Regions from separate parts of the Rattus norvegicus genome. Here region 2 is linked to region 1. A link is a contact called in public Hi-C data. All regions are on one chromosome and are shown on one strand. The core of a region is the stretch at or near the end of the contact, and the rest is flanking DNA. Distances in the headings are between cores, read along the strand shown. Region 1 holds the start of Fam171b (family with sequence similarity 171, member B). Region 2 holds the start of Calcrl (calcitonin receptor like receptor).

The links. A called contact is a pair of places that touch in the nucleus more often than the background predicts.
Region 2: a contact with region 1 is called in a Hi-C map of the A7r5 cell line, with 4 times the contacts expected there. The contact joins the promoter of Calcrl here to the promoter of Fam171b in region 1. A contact is called at or near these places in 2 of 12 Hi-C or Micro-C datasets (the A7r5 cell line and Schwann cells).

The regions. Positions count from the first base shown.
Region 1 is chr3:89,335,948-89,338,966 of GRCr8, reverse strand. It overlaps Fam171b (family with sequence similarity 171, member B), which reads right to left and starts at 1,401. Exons shown (of 8, transcript XM_575160.9): 1 at 949-1,401. The coding sequence starts at 1,177.
Region 2 is chr3:89,931,193-89,934,211 of GRCr8, reverse strand. It overlaps Calcrl (calcitonin receptor like receptor), which reads left to right and starts at 1,596. Exons shown (of 16, transcript NM_012717.3): 1 at 1,596-1,936.

The DNA.
Region 1 (3,019 bases), core at 152-2,651:
AAAAATCTCCTTTCTTTCCAAAAGCCCAGGCAGAATCTACAGCGTAGAAGGTGACTAACTGAGTTAGGGGCTGGGGCAAAGCTATTTAAACGTATAACCCAGCTCTTCGCTTACTGGAGAGCTTTAACTGAGGGAAGGGGAAACAGAAAATAGAGGACTGGGATGGTCATATATACTACACCCGTGTTTCATCACCCCTACCGAATGAGTCAAGAGATGGCTCATTTAAGTTACACTACAAGAAGATTCCCCTCAGGGGGAGGGGCTGGCTATGCTACCCAAGCATCACTCCAAGCTAACCTACCTGTCTCCCTCCCGCTCCCTTCCTTCAACTACAAACTCCTGTTTCATTGTTTTCTTTTTTTCATCTTATTGTACCAAGTGCATTTTTTTTTCTGTTTTTGCAAGCCGCCTTAAACCTTTCCTGGGGTAAGAAGAGAGATATAAAAAAATAAAGATACCCCCCCCCGTTCTAAATTTAAATACAGTAGGCAGGGAAAAACAGTGCAAAAGCTGTGTGGGTGTGCATGGCAAGACTGTTTTGCTCAGTATCTAGGAGAGGATAGAGAAGCAAATGCTAAAGGGATTTGAGAGCTTGTGTGTGTGTGTGTGTGTGTGTGTGTGTGTGTGTGTGTGTGTGTGTGTGTGTGTGTTCAGAAAGAAGAGGGGGAAAATAAAATGATTACTGGAAGCAGGCGCCCACCTTGACGCTACTTACCGCCCACCCACCAGCCCCCGACCCTTCTGAAGCCCACTGCAGTGCTCTGCGGGGAAGAATTTCCTTCCCAGCAAAGAGCGAAAGGCCGAACGGGCAATCTGGGAAGACGCGGAGGGATTGAAACCAGCAAGGATAGGCTAAGCAACGAAGAGGAAGGAGCTAAGGATCCCGCGAAGCCAGACGCGATCGTCCGCACAGATGTAAAACAGGGCTGGACTGCAAAGACATACCTGGAACCACCAAAGTAAAGGATGCCCCAGCCACCTCCATCCGCTCCTCCTCCGCCTCCTCCCGCTGCCTTTGCTCTTGCTGCTGCTGCTGCTGTTGCTGCTGGATGAGGCTGAGGTCGGAGCGGCTGAGTTCGGCTCTAGCGGCCGCGGGGACGAGCCGCGCCTTCAGCAGCACCGCGGCCAGGCCGAGGAGCAGGGCGCAAGAGACGCGCCGGCAGAGCCTCGCCATGGCGAAGAGCCAGAGAGCCACGGAGGCATATTGCGGGGCTGCGAGCGACGGCGGGCGCCAGGGCTGCGGATCCCGGCCGCGCCCGCTCGCTCGCTCCCCCTCGCGCTGTCTGCGGTGCACAGCCTCGGCGGGAGGAGGAGCGGGCCTGCAAGAGGATGGCGAGCCCGCTTTCGCATCCTCGCGCACGTGACCGCCGGGAGGGGCGAGCCAGGGACGGGGCCCTGCGGCTACCCCAGCAAGTGCCCCGCAAGGTGATGCTGGTGCCCAGGCGTTTAGCTAGGCGGAGACTAGCAGGAAAGAGTTTCGAATCCTTAATCTTTACCGAGGCAGCAGAAAAACGTACAAAGTGGAATAAAATTCCTCCCACTTGACCCCGAGGTAGAAAAGTGGCGCATCGATACCTTCTAAAGCAGTGAGACATTCGTGGTTCAAAAGCCAGGCTCCTTTAATGGAATACCGTCTACTGTTCCATGGTCCATTTACAAGATAAACTGATATTCTCCAGACTTTTCTTTTTCTGCTTGAATGAGGGTTTCTTTCTTCATCATAAATTATTCGCAATTACACCTTTTCTATTTGTAAACCTATACTTTTCATGTGTTTAGAGTCTTTTGTTTGTTTTGTTTTTTAACGTCTTGCCAGATGTGGTGGCTCACACCTTTAATTTTAGCACTCAGGAGGCAGAGGCAGGCAGATATTAGTGAGTTCGAGGGCAACCTATTCTACAGTGAGTTCCAGGACAGCGGAGCTATAGAGAAAGATCGCGTCTCAAAACAAACAAACTCTTACTTAACAAATTCTGAAGTAGGTGTTCACTGTACATTTCTTGTCAGGAGCTTCGAAGAAGTAAAATAGAATACCTTCTTTTCGAATGCTTACTACCTGCTAGGGCAAGGGAATAAATATATAAGCAAAATATAGTCCATTGTGGTGGTTGCAACTGAAGAAGCGGTACAGGCACTTAAAGCATACACACAGTCGAACAAAATTAAGTGTGGTTTGTGAAAAGACACTGGGAAAGGTAGGCTATACAGAATAAAAATTCACAGAAAGAGTAGATAAGATACCAGGACATCTAAAAACTGGAAAAGTGTGTGTGTGTGTGTCTGTCTGTCTGTCTCTCTCTCTCTCTCTGTGTGTGTGTGTGTGTGTGTGTGTGTGTGAGAGAGAGAGAGAGAAAGAGAGAGAGAGAGAGAGAGAGAGAGAGAGAGAGAGAGGCATAAAAGCACAATGTACTTGGGAAAGTTTAAGTTGCGAAAGCAGTTACCAGAGGACTTACTCTTTTCTAGAGTGAAAGGAGTGCAGACTATTAAGCTGTTTAAAAATAACTAGCAGACACTTGTACTTACTGTGTAGGGCGCTGTTCCTGCATTTCACAGATGGCAACTCCAGCAATCTTGGATGCTATACAAGCAAGTAGAGATCTACACTAAAGACTATTCTGAAGGTTGGTAAGGAGAGAGATACCTACCAGCAGTGCTTTTTTTTCTTTTCTTCTCTTTTTTAAGGATCCCTTTGCTATTAGCATGAAAGGGAGGGGGAAAGACAGGAAAGAGAGATGGACACATTTGAGACATTTGTCCTAAAACAAAATCAAATAACAACTAAAAAAAGTGGGAAGTGTCAAAATGCATGATCCTGACAAGAGGAAAGAAAGGTAGGGGAAATTGGTATTTAAGGTTGGAATCCACAGAGATGGTTGATTGGTGCTGATGGGGATGGGGTTAGGCTATGTCTCATTGGAGGTCTTAGCTGCCGGAGTGAGATCTTGGGTGGTTTATGACGTTATCAAGATCAGCTGTCAGAATTGATTAAAGGATAGCGCTACAGCGAAGGTCCCCG
Region 2 (3,019 bases), core at 347-2,846, 600 kb before region 1:
ATTTGGAAGTTAAAATCTTGTATTTGTTTTGCCTGAACCTTAAGCTAAATATTCTGTCAAGATTGTCCCAGCAAGTCTAAGCATCTGCAAGGGGACACAAATACTCTCTACTGCTTTCCTTCTGTTTCCCTATGTAGCATGCGACTCTACATCAGAATTCTGTAGTTTCACTCAAGAATGTTTTTGCTGTTTTTCTGATTAATGAGTTATTATTTTAGGAGGCAGTAAGGATTTACAATGTTGACTTCTCACCTCATGAGCTGAAGGAAACAGCACGGGGAAAATATAACCCGACAGTTCCCTATAGAAAGCAAAACTAAAGTGTTTACAGAGTAACTTCCCAGTTTACTACTGTCTCTTAAAACTACATTGTGTAAATCGGCTTCTTCCATAGAGCTTCCGTTTTTCCGTGACTGAGATTGTCACTTATATTCCATAGTTTTATATGGATACACTCCGTTTTATATAATATACAGAATTAAAGATTTTATAATAAATTTCCCATGCAGATCAAGATAGTAGACGTTTAAGAACAGGGCACTGTCTTTCAGGATCATGATATTCGGAGATTCTGCACCCCGTGTCTTTACTGCCATTCCTCATCTGCTAGGACTCTGAGCTCCTCGTTTGCTACTTGGTTGTAGTGCTTACTTCTAAGTCTGTGCCTCTGAGCCAGCTCAGCGGGATTATAGTAGCTAATTGGAATTGCTTGGTCACTAGAGTAGCTCCTCATTCGTCCTAAATGTTATAAAATGCGTTGATTCAAAGTTTCAACAATGCGAAGACCTTCAGGTATTATTTTATCCATCTTTTCCAGTGACAAATTTGATGCAAAGATCATGTGACTTTTAGTGCTGTGTGGCTTTGGGAGCTACAATTATTGCCAAATCTCATACTTTATCATATTTATCATATCAGGTATATTTCAGGTTTACAGGCTTTTTTTTCCTGATCATACTCAGTGATTTCTTATATTTATGATACAATTAAGTTTAGAGGTAAATCTTTTTTTTTAAAAAATTGACGTTCATTTATTGTATGAAATTATTTCATAGTATCATGTTAAAATACTGCCACGTTTCCTTGGAGGTTATTTTGAGATAAATACTATAGAGCTTAGGTTATACACAGTGACATAATTACATCAACTATTTAAAAGTGTGTAAAATGATTCCACACTCCATACACAAACTAGATTTATAGTACATACAACTAAGGGATTCCTGGAAAGGACAGCATGAAGCCTCTTATGCAAAATTGATTGTGGAGTTGGATCACACATTAGTGCTCAAACTTGAGTCCGAAGTAATTCTGATGCTCAAAATTCTATGCACATTTAAGAAGAAAGATGTGACCGATAAATTGTTCCTGGTTGTTCTGTGAACTCTCATTCAACACACACCTACACCCACACCCCTAACTCCTTTGATTCTTTTACACTTAGATTGCCTTCAAAATCACAGGCAGCAAGTTCTAACAGAACTCAGTCTAGGTGAAAGCCAGCCAGCTTTTGCTGGTAACAATGTGTTCATACAGCAAAGGATCTCTGTCTGTTCAGGCTGCTTCTTGCTCTTGTCAGAGTTGAGAAGGGAGTTGCTGCTCTTTTCCTGGGGTAAGCTATTTGAGAAAGAAAGTAACCTAACACTAAGTGCAGGCGGGGCGGGGTGATGTAACAGGAAGCTGTGATGTTTCCCTTCTGCTGCTGATCGCTTACAATCTGACAACACTCCCCATCTACCCAGAACAAGCCCTCTCTTCGCAGCGGTGCACTTCTGCTTTAGGACCGGCGGGCTCTGTTGCCTGGACCTCACGCTGCCTGCAGCAAAGCTTTTTGACTCTTCCACACCTCTTCTCCGGGAACTCTTTTCTACTATCTCAGAAAATCAAATTCCCTCCTGAGACTATTCACACAGAATTTCCTTAGGAGCCGTGCGGGGTAAGTGTATTATTCAAAACAAACATATGTATTCTCAGCATTGTTCTTAAGCAGTTTGACAATGTTTCTAGTAAGAATTGACTGAGTGGCATTGGAATAAGGTTGAAACCGGTTCATTTATTCTACATAGGGATACTAGAGAGTCTTACTCCAGAATGTGTACAAAATCTATTACTAGTGCATAAGAGTATTTACAATGACACTTTAGAAAATAAATTTACCAACTAATAGCCATGTGAACAGGCTACAAGGCAAGTTTTTGGACAAATACCTTCATCAGGAAACAATGCTCTTTAAAGTTACTTCTACTATTAGCTCAAGTCCTGACAGCTGGAAAACATTTGCACCCCAGGAAGGGTCTTTAAATTTTCCACATAATCAGTATTCTAAGGAAGGGACGGAGTCTTCCTGTGTGACTGAACAGAAAGCAGGAGTAAGAAGAAAAGCCACCCACTTGGACTTCTGTTTGCTCTTCGGCTTCTTTTGACACTTACACCTCTAACTGGGGAACCAATGGAATTTTCATTGTTCTTTCTTGCTAGATTTGTGTAAATACCACCCTTTTGGCTTTTCTTTGTTGTTGTTTGTTTATTTTGCTTTTTGTTTCTGTTTTTGGAGAGTCCCCGAACTATTTCCACTGTATTAAGATTATGGGTGTCTTATAAATAAGGTAAGGGGAAAACAACAACAAAAACAACAAAACAAACAAACAAAAACCCAACCAGCAATCAACAACCAACCAACCGAAACCCCCACAACTGTCCAGAGTTAAGAAAGGGTAGTGATGTCTGCGTTACTTCATGGCTTTTAAACTCTTACACGCTTAGATGTGTGCTCAACTATCCTGCAAAAGTGCGGGGGAAGAGTGTGAAAGGAGTCTCTATAAATAAATAAACAGAGACACGCTAAGTAAGTGGATTAGCTCATTAAGCAGAGGAATTAAATTAGATTTTCTATGATGCTGCTGAGATGAGGCATCTGCAGTGCTCTTGCCACAGTCCAGACTGTCCTGAGATTTTAAAGAGCCAGTGCCTCCCTAACAAGTGGTCGTTATAGCGGCGTCACCAAGTGTTGGATTCAAAT